Regions from separate parts of the Mus musculus genome. Here regions 2 and 3 are each linked to region 1. Evidence: chromatin contacts called from public HiChIP or PLAC-seq and promoter capture Hi-C data. All regions are on one chromosome and are shown on one strand. The core of a region is the stretch at or near the end of the contact, and the rest is flanking DNA. Distances in the headings are between cores, read along the strand shown. Region 1 has its middle 14 kb from the start of Gm10522. Region 2 holds the start of Fcrlb (Fc receptor-like B). Region 3 has its middle 4.1 kb from the start of n-TLcag9.

Region 1 (2,985 bases), core at 285-2,784:
AGGATTACCACCAATGATCACTGTCTAGGGATTAATAAAGCTTTTCAAGGTTGAGGCATAGGAGTGAGCTGGTCTGCTGGTCTGCTTTCCAAGGGCTGGACTCTGGCAGGCTTCCTTCCCCCAGAGCTTGGCAGCAGTGAACAGTGCCCTCTAGTGTCCTTATGCAGGCCTCTGAAATTGGTACCCTAACATGGTGTCTTAGTCAGGATTTCTATTCCTGCACAAACATCATGACCAAGAAGCAAGTTGGGAAGGAAAGGGTTTATTCCGCTTACACTTCCTCGTTGCTCTTCATCACCAAAGGAAGTCAGGACTGGAACTCAAGCAGGTCAGAAAGCAGGAGCTGATGCAGAGACCATGGAGGGATGTTACTGGCTTGCTTCCCCTGGCTTGCTCAACTTGCTTTCTTATAGAACCCAGGACTACCAGCCCAGGGATGGCACCACTCACAATGGCCCCTCCCACCCTTGATCACTAATTGAGAAAATGCCTTACAGCTGAATCTCATAGAGGCATTCCCTCAACTGTGGCTCCTTTCTCTGTGATAACTCCAGCTTGTGTCAAGTTGACACACAAAACACATGCCAGTACACACAGCATGATTCTTTTGTGCTTCTGGAAAATAGAGAGTATAACTATGCATAGTTTTTAGTTAGTTCTACATTTTCCTGTCCTTCAATCTTGGCAGAAGCCTGAGTTTTAGCCTTTATGGTCATCTAGAATTAAGGATTCCTTAGTGCTTAGTACTGGCCAACATTATAGCCCTCAGCCTGAGGTCTGGAAACCCAGTCCCTCTAGACTCTGCTGCATTAAGTAGAGTCTTTGAGTTCTGGAAGAGAGCATCACTAGGTGGCTTCCTACAGCAAAATGACAGAAAACAGAAAACAGCTTACATAGACCCCCCCCCAAAAAAATGGCTTTACCATGTGGCATACCAAGTTTCTTAAACATGTAACTATAAATTATAGATAACGTGTAATAATATTGTTGCTGGTGGTGAAACCTTTACCCAGTGTTTCTAGTCTCTCGTCATCATCAGAAAACCTTTTTCTTTTAATGAGGCAAAGTAAGGAATTAGGAGGAAGTTGATTTCAGAACGAAAGTGCACACTCAGGCAGTGGGTGAGGCCCCCAGAAATGGTCACACTGCGCAGAACTTTGGGCAACATTTTTAGGGCAATCTTTAATGCAGGGAAAGAGTATCCATGAGTTAAGGCAGAGAAAAAAATCAGGGAACCACAGGGATGGGCTGGGATCCCTTTCGTTTCCCCGACAGGGCTACTATCCATTTTTGTCTTTATATGGAGATTTCAGATATGACATAGCAACAGATGCATGAAGGGAAAAGGGCATTTTACAAGGCTAATCATATAGAGACGTCATTCTGATGAGGTAAATGACAGTTGCCATCTCTGCTGGGCCCCAGTCAGTTTTGGGTGGTCTTGCTTTTCCTGTTTAAGGAACGTACCTCTCCATGACTGCAATCTGCTGTTGCAGCAGTCTCTAGCCTACCACAGTGCCCGCAACAGTGCAGACACTTCCTTCTCTTTGCCTCGCTCTCTTCAACACGTCAGCCACTTTTCTTTTCTTGTGAAAGCATGCTGAAGCTGACCGCAGCAGCTCCGGGCAGCGTGCGGTGCAATAGCACCATGTCCAAAGACTGACAGAGAACTGGCCAATCCTTGTACCTCAGGATCCAGCAGAGTGGGATTTGTTGGCCCCAGCCATGTTCACGTGATCAGCGCGATGCCTGGCAAGAGAGTGGAATCCTATGACTGCCTCAGAGCGACGGTTCTCAAAATCAGCCTCCGCATTGCTTAGAAACTTGCTGGAGATGCAAATTCTCAGGCCCTACCAAACTTAGAAACTTTGAAAGAGACCCAGCTCTCCAGATGACTCTGCTAGAGCGCAACTTGGAGAATTTCTGGCTTAAGCTAACTGAAAATGATTTCCTGGTGCCAGGAAAGCTTGAGTCTCCCCTAAATCTCGTGATCACCACATACTGAGAAAGATCGTGTTTTGTTACAGTAGTAAGTCAGGGAATTAGAACTGACTGAAGGGGGCAGTTCTTAGATGGGCTTCCATGATTCAGTCTGAGTGGTCCAACAAATGGCTGTTTTTACAATGGAAAGGCTTTGAACTAATAGTTCAGTCCACAAGACTAGGAACCTCCCCGGTGCCAGCCTGGTGCTGAAGGCCAGGAATCTTGCTAGTGAGCCACTTGTCTTCAGCCCACAGTGAAAGGCAGAAGAAACTAGGCTCTCATGTCAGTGAATGACGGAGGTGGGTGTCAGCTATGCAGCAACAGGGTAGGTGAATTTGAAAGCGAGGCGTATTGTAAAAAGGGGGTCTTGTGTTTTGTTTTAGTTTTTTCTTTTAATGTCTGCTTCTCTTTCTTTCTTAAAGATTTTTATTTAGAAGTTGTATCTTGGGTATTCTAGGTTTCTGGGCTAATATCCACTTATCAGTGAGTGCATATCAAGTGACTTCTTTTGTGATTGGGTTACCTCCCTCAGGATGATATCCTCCAGATCCATCCATTTGCCCAAGAATTTCATAAATTCATTCTTTTTAATAGCTGAGTAGTACTCCATTGTGTAAATGTACCACATTTTCTGTATCCATTCCTCTGTTGAGGAACATCTGGGTTCTTTCCAGCTCGTGGCTATTATAAATAAGACTGCTATAAACATAGTGGAACATGTGTCCTTATTACAAGTTGGAACATCTTCTGGGTATATGCCCAGGAGAGGTATTGCTGAATCTTCCAGTAATTCTATGTCCAGTTTTCTGAGGAGTCACCAGACTGATTTCCAGAGTGGTTGTACCAGCTTGCAATCCCACCAGCAATGGAGGAGTGTCATTGGTAAAAGAGGCCCCTTGGTCTAGCAAACTTTATATGCCCCAGTACAGGGGAATGCCAGGACCAAGAAGTGGGAGTGAGTGGGTAGGGGAGCAGGGCGGGGGGGAGAGTATAGGGGACATT
Region 2 (3,139 bases), core at 515-3,014, 85 kb before region 1:
TGTTCTCCTCACTTGGCCTCCAGTCTAGTGCCATGAAACAACCCCCAGTTTCAATCCCTTTATTTATATTCACATAGACATTAAAACTCAGAATCCTGGCTGGGCTGATGTGGTGGAGCACAACTTTAATCTTAGCGCTTGGAAGACACTTAGAAGGGGGCAGTAGGTTGATCTCTGTGGGTTCCAGGCCAGCCAGCCTAGGCTACAAAATGAGACTATGTCTAAAAAAAAAATTAGAGAAACAGCAAAAAAACAAACCAAAACAAATATGCAAACAGGACTCTGTTTGGGTGTGGTACATGGCTTTACCTCAGTATTCAAGAGGTAGACACCAAAAAATCCTTGTAGTTCAAGGCTAACCTAGTATACACAGTGAGTTCCAGGCCAGTCAGGGATCCGAGAGAGAGAGAGAGGGAGAGAGAGAGAGAGAGAGAGAGAGACAGAGAGACAGAGAGAGACAGAGAGAGACAGAGAGAGACAGAGAGAGACAGAGAGAAACAGAGACAGAGACAGACAGAGACAGAGAGAGACAGAGACAGAGACAGAGACAGAGACAGAGAGACAGAGGAGGGGGAACTTAGGATTCTGGGTTCCAGTAGTGTCAGGAGAGCACAATTTTTGACTTTCTGAAACCAGGTCACCCCACTTAATAAATTAATAATATTAATTTGCTTCATGCTCCATCAGGAAGACGGGGAGGGGGATGGCTTTTGGACCAGGAAATCTTTACTGCAGGCTTCTGCCTACTCCAGAGACTCAAGGTGGTTCTGTGTGACCTTTTTTTTTTTTTTCTTCTTGTCCCCTGGGAATAGCCCGATGTCTACTCTGCCAGTAGGGCCAGCACTCACCGTTAGACACAGAGAGGTGGATAGGATCACTGACGGGTGCTCCTCGTGTCTGACATCGATACACCCCTGGTGCCTGCACCTCGATGCTCTTCTTGTGGGAAGGCAGGAGGACATGGCCCAGGTACCAGAGAGTGCTAATGGGCCGGAGCTCCAGCAGCAGAGGGTGGTATCCATCACATCTCAGGGTTACTCGCTCTCCCTTGAAGATGGTGGTCCAAGGTGGGTGTAGAGTCAGTACAGGCTTCTCCAGAGTAGCTGGGGATGTGGGGGATGGGGCCGTGTGAGGAAGTAAAGTAAGATGAGGTGCTTGCCCAAAAATAAAGTCCCAGGATTGGGAATTGTTGGGAAACACCAGTTTCTGGGTCCCAGCCCACAGAGGAACCAACCCTGGCAATGAGGGAGACCACAGACATGAGGCTGCAGACAAGGAATCTATTAATCATAAGCCATTTCTGACCGTGTCTATGCTCAAGAACATTTAGTCATCAAGATTGGGCAAGAGTGGGGGGGGGAATACCATCTCAGAACAGCCAGGAACTGGGGCATCTACCCTCGTGGAACTCATCAAAACTTGGATGAGAGATGTATAAGACTTACCAGCTTTTCCACTTCTTGGAACTGCAAAGCAAGAAAGAAGGAAGAGGTTGAGGACTGTCCTCAGTGACAGGAAAGACTCTTGATCCTGGGAAAGCCTGAGTTTCCTTTGTCCATACCAAATTACCCAGCTTTGAGAAAGCTAGCTCCATTTCATCACCCCAAGGCAGACAGAGAACCATATGAAACCTGAGGTCAGCAAAGGTGGCTGCTCTCTTATCCCACATAACCCTGCCCTGTCATACTCTCCCCCTCCCCAAATCCTGCTGATGCCCCCTCATTACTGACTCACCCAGAAGCAGGAGGGCTGCAAGCATCCACATAATGACTCTGCCTGCAGGCTCGGTAGAGGTTGGAGGCATGGATGTGGGGCAGAGAGAAAAAAGATAGATGGAAGCAGACATTGGGAACTGGGAGACACTGTTGCTTCTTCTGTCCATTCCCACTTCCTCAAGATGGTGGAACACAAAGACCAGGATGTCACCTGAGTGTGTTACTCACCTACCCCAAGCATCAAGCACTGTCCTATCTACCCCTCTGTAGCCATGTTCCAGCTCAGCCCAGCCTTGACTTCTATAGAGAAGCCCTATAGAGCTGTGACTTCTACCACTCTCAAGAGTCACATAGATTCCCCAGGCTCCATTGGGTCCATCAATATCCCACTCCCACCCCAACCTTTCCCTAGTAGCCAGTCCCATTGATGTTCATAAAGCCCATCTTATTCCTGCTTAATCCCTGATGACAGGTATTCTTGGTGTGAGGCCTAGAGAGGTCATTGTGTGTTCCGAAGCAGAGCTTATATCCTCCCACCCATGGGTAGACAGAAAGGCGTGATTCATTCATCCTGCTATGCTCCTGCTGACCTGTTGTTCCCCAAGTAAAAACCAGAAGTGTAAAGTGTTTTCTTCTCCTCCCTTCCTCGAATCTGAAACACTTCTTCCCTCCCCACCCACAATGATCTCGAGCTATGGTACCTTCACTTGCTTGCTCCTTTCTTCTTGCCTTCCGTCTGACCCTAACACCCTTCCCCAGCCAAGTCCTAGTCCACAGGGCTATGGCCTGGGAGAGAGGCCACTGACTGCATGAGCCCCTCGGAGGCTTCTCAAATCCGACCTCTCTGCTTCGCTCCTCTGAGCCACGTGACCACACCTGAGCAATGAAGAGCCCAAGTTTCAAGTAAATATTTAATGAAGTTTCCAACCTGATAGTATGTCTCCCTGAGCTCTGCCCTGTCTGCACTGGCGGCTGTTTAGAACCAGGACATCTGCCTTCCTTGGAACCCTAGCAGGAAGGAGATCAGTGGTCAGATACAGTCAGCTCTCCAAGATCCCATCCTCCAGTTTTGCTGAGGCACCAAGTTTTCCTCTGAGAATTCCCTCATATTTTCAGTGCAGTGTGCTTTTTCCCTGTTAAAATACAAATGCATCTGAGGAAAACATGACCAGTCTTCAATTATGCTGACCTTTTTGGATCTTGCTTTGGAAGCATGATTTGATTGGAAGAAGGGAGACAGAGGACAGGGGAGAGGGAGAGGGAAAGGGAGAGAGAGAGTTATCATGTAGGTCTGAAAAGTAGGATGGTATCTGATAAGGTGAGCCAGCGTAGGGGAGGAGGGAACCGGAGAGAGCCGAGATGAATGCCCATTTAGGCAGCACTCATGTGCTTCCCTACAGCCCTGCCTGCCTCCTCATCTTGGG
Region 3 (3,261 bases), core at 282-2,781, 99 kb after region 1:
AAAGTTTATTTTAGATAGAGGGAGAGCATGCCCCGGAGAGCTTTGTTAGCATTTCTTCTAGGCTCCACCCAACAGTTACCTAGCAACAGCCAGGTTTGAGCCTGGCCGGCTATAAAAGGTTTGTTTAGTCACCTCCACTTTCTCTCTCTCTCTCTCTCTCTCTCTCTCTCTCTCTCTCTCTCTCTCTCTTCCCCCGCCCCTTCTCTATCCCCTTGTGCCAGGAGGCATTTGTGAACCCCAGACCACCAAAGAGCCATCTCTGATATAATAGCATTAGGGTCTCTTTACTACAAGCTCAGGCTTGGACTCTCCTCCAGCCCAACCCTGACACAGCAGGATGGGGAGGGAAGGCGGAGCAGAACAAGTATTTATAGGAAAATGGGAGCGAGTGAAGGGGTGAGGGGGGGGGCGGTCCAGTCTGGCAAGGCATCTAATAGAATGACTACAAGCCAACAAGTGAGTGCTCTGAAGCAAGACGATAAACAGTCGCAAAGGTCTGAAAGTACATCTGAAACAATCAGACTGATCTTTGACTAACTGTTGCTAGGAAGTAGCTAGGGAGTAACTCTGTCAAGGACAAGCCCTGAGGTCCTTTCTGCTACTTGGGTGCAACTTGGGTTCCGCTGCAGGTCAAGTTCTCAGGATTTTTTTTTTTTTTTCCTTTAAGATGGAGGTCAGTCCCAAGATGGAGTAGGTTTGGCCTCTCACTCTCTCTTTCTCTGCCTCTACTCCGTTCTCAACCCCCCTTCTCTGCTGCCCCAAAATAAACTTCATTTTATACTAGACCCATAATATGGCTGGTACCTGGGGGGTGGGGTGGGGTTCCTCCGCATGGTATGGCACACCCCCTCCCCAGCATCATGCCACATTAGAAAACATATCAAGTATAGATATGCAGAAGAACATAGTTACATAGTTACACAGAATAGTACAGCCAGGGGCAGATATATCTGGGAAAGTCCAGAGTGGTCATGACCTTGAACCTTGTGGAGAGAGGGGGAGAAGAGTGAGAGAGGGGAACCAGGTGTTTGGTTTTGGGAAAAGGGACTGAGCACATATTTTAAATATCAAAGCAGACCTGGCCTCCAGGTTCTCCCAGCATTCCTTAGTCCCTACCTAACAAACCCTGTCCCCAACCTTGAATTTTCCAGCCCTGGGGCTGGACTGCTCTCCCCCTGCCCCCAGAGGTTCTTTCCTATATAATCCAGACATGTTGCTCTCTCTCTCTCTCTCTCTCTCTCTCTCTCTCTCTCTCTCTCTCTCTCTCTCTCTCTCTCTCCTCTTTTCTTTCTGTACACATGCTTTTTTTCTCTTTCTCCCTCCTCTCTCTCTCTCTCCCTTCCCCATGGTGACTTCCCTGGCTTCAGTCCCCGGGGGCAGTGAGCTCGACTTTCTGAGAGCGGTTTTCTAATAAGCTTGCAGTTAATGTGATTAAATTGGCTCAGTTCAACAGCAGTGGACAAATCACCTATCACCAAGAATGTCAGCCAGAAGACCAGAAGTACAAAAGGAGCAAAAGAGAGGCAGAAGGAAGGGCAGAGAGAGTAGATAAGCAATGTCTGGATCAGATAAGGGGAAGGACAGCCTAGCCCCTGAGACTGAAGGATGCTGGGAACGCCTGGGGGCCAGGCCTGCTTTGATAAGTTAAACTGACACCTCAGCTGCTGGTCTCAGGTTTGAAACTTAACATTTTCTATCTGTGACAGAAGTGCTTCACTTTGCTAGTGGGATAATGTATGCCTGTTGTCCCAGCACTCAGGAGGCTCAATTGGAAGAATCACTTGAGCTGATAAGTTCAAGACCACCTTAGGAACCCAGCAAAATCTATCTCAAAATACAATGCAGGTCATGATGACACACCTCTTGAGAAACAGCACCAAGAGCCAGCCGGAGCTACACAGTTAGTTATTATCTTTTTAAAAAAGAAAGAAAGAAAGAAAGAAAACCCAAACAGCAACACAAAGAAAAAGGGAAGAAAAGAGCAAGTGTAAGAATTAAACAATGACCTCACAAATGCAGGCATATGCTGTGTGTATTCTCTACCTTAGGAACACTGAAATTGTGTAGACTCAATTCTGCAGACTATTAGTTTTCATAGGAAGGCATGGAGGGGATTAAACATTCTACAAGGCAGATTGACCAATTGTGGCATCATGGTTGTAGGGAGATGGGATGTTGCAAACTCAGCCAAATTATTTTGGGCTGTCTTTGGTCTCCTTAATAGCCATTCATTGCTCACTTCTGTATCGGACCTTGTAAGACCCCAACTCAATGTGTTTCTTAGACCCCTAGAAACGAAGCCCAGCATGGAGTTCTTTGTTCTTTCGCCTGCAGCCTGAGAGAATGATGACCACTGGGTGACCCACCCAGGTGCCTGACCCATAGTGTAAGGGACCAAGAATGTTTGCCAAAGATAGCCTGTAACCTTTCCGTGAGAGATGAGCTGTAATTCACCATCCTCATTTTTACGATGTTTACTCAACTTCCCCATTCTTTGTGGTCTTATCCTCCCCTCATTTTATGGTTTATTCTTTAAAAACCCTCAACTGCAACTGCTGGGGTCAATCTCCTCTGCCCCATGCAGGTTATGAGCTCGGCCTCAGCATGCTGATGTCCGAATAAACCTCATGCAATATTGCATCAAGAACGGTTTCTCTCGAGTTATTGGGGTATTGGCTCATCCTGGGACTTGAGGGTCTCCCCGGAAACGGGGGTCTTTCAACTTAACCTCCTTTTCACCATCAAATCCAATTCACAGATCACTAGCTTCTAACCCAAACACTAAGAATGCTATCAGATAGCATTCAAAATCCACAGCAGCGTTCTTTTCATCTTGCTCCTCCCTACCAATGTTCACACCAGGTTACTTAAAACACACCTTGGTTAATGGTTTGTTTTGCTCTGTAATAAAAAAAAATGTGAAAGGACCCAGATATAGCTGTCTCTTGTGAGACTATGCCAGGGCCTAGCAAACACAGAAGTGGATGCTCACAGTCAGCTATTGAATGGACCACAGGGCCCCCAATGGAGGAGCTAGAGAAAGCACCCAAGGAACTAAAGGGAACTGAAACCCTATAGGTGGAACAACATTATGAACTAACCAGTACCCCCTGAGCTCGTGTCTCTAGCTGCATATGTATCAAAAGATGGCCTAGTAGGCCATCACTGGAAAGAGAGGCCCATTGGACTTGCAAACTTTATATGCCCCAGTACAGGGGAACGCCAGGGCCAAAAAGGGGGAGTGGGTGGGTAGGGGAGTGG

Evidence for each region. Promoter capture Hi-C pulls out the DNA fragments that hold promoters and counts their contacts. HiChIP or PLAC-seq counts read pairs in DNA pulled down with a chosen protein or histone mark.
Region 2: a promoter capture Hi-C map of liver shows a contact between it and region 1, with 8 times the contacts expected there. The contact joins the promoter of Fcrlb here to the enhancer-like site in region 1. A contact is called at or near these places in 22 of 39 promoter capture datasets (the 3T3-L1 cell line, 3T3-L1-derived adipocytes, the C10 cell line and 13 more), 13 of 15 datasets of contacts at CTCF or cohesin (CD8 T cells, the G1E-ER4 cell line, the NIH/3T3 cell line and 6 more), 367 of 484 Hi-C or Micro-C datasets (2-cell embryo, the 3T3-L1 cell line, 3T3-L1-derived adipocytes and 172 more), 75 of 115 datasets of contacts at active chromatin or transcription factors (the 230-238 cell line, CD8 T cells, DN3 thymocytes and 50 more) and 7 of 9 other capture datasets (adipose tissue, bone marrow-derived macrophages, embryonic stem cells and 4 more).
Region 3: an H3K27ac HiChIP or PLAC-seq map of the HPC-7 cell line shows a contact between it and region 1, with 6 times the contacts expected there. The contact joins two enhancer-like sites. A contact is called at or near these places in 1 of 15 datasets of contacts at CTCF or cohesin (pro-B cells), 9 of 484 Hi-C or Micro-C datasets (the BV-2 cell line, CD4 T cells, ECoMG myeloid progenitors and 4 more) and 4 of 115 datasets of contacts at active chromatin or transcription factors (the HPC-7 cell line, the SCID.adh cell line, bone marrow-derived macrophages and 1 more).

The regions. Positions count from the first base shown.
Region 1 is chr1:170,996,812-170,999,796 of GRCm38.p6, forward strand. No RefSeq gene overlaps it. Among named protein-coding and RNA genes, the nearest start is that of Gm10522, 14 kb to the left of the region's middle. Within about 2 kb of position 1,535, at least 167 of the 459 cell types and tissues checked have an H3K27ac peak or open chromatin away from gene starts, as enhancers often do. A contact at or near this core is called in the 63-12 cell line, B cells, the BV-2 cell line and 65 more, where this site is marked.
Region 2 is chr1:170,911,177-170,914,315 of GRCm38.p6, forward strand. Fcrlb (Fc receptor-like B) reads right to left here and starts at 1,765. Exons shown (of 6, transcript NM_001029984.2): 1 at 1,735-1,765; 2 at 1,446-1,466; 3 at 849-1,103. The coding sequence starts at 1,765.
Region 3 is chr1:171,096,225-171,099,485 of GRCm38.p6, forward strand. No RefSeq gene overlaps it. Among named protein-coding and RNA genes, the nearest start is that of n-TLcag9, 4.1 kb to the right of the region's middle. Within about 2 kb of position 1,532, at least 35 of the 459 cell types and tissues checked have an H3K27ac peak or open chromatin away from gene starts, as enhancers often do. A contact at or near this core is called in the G1E-ER4 cell line and the HPC-7 cell line, where this site is marked.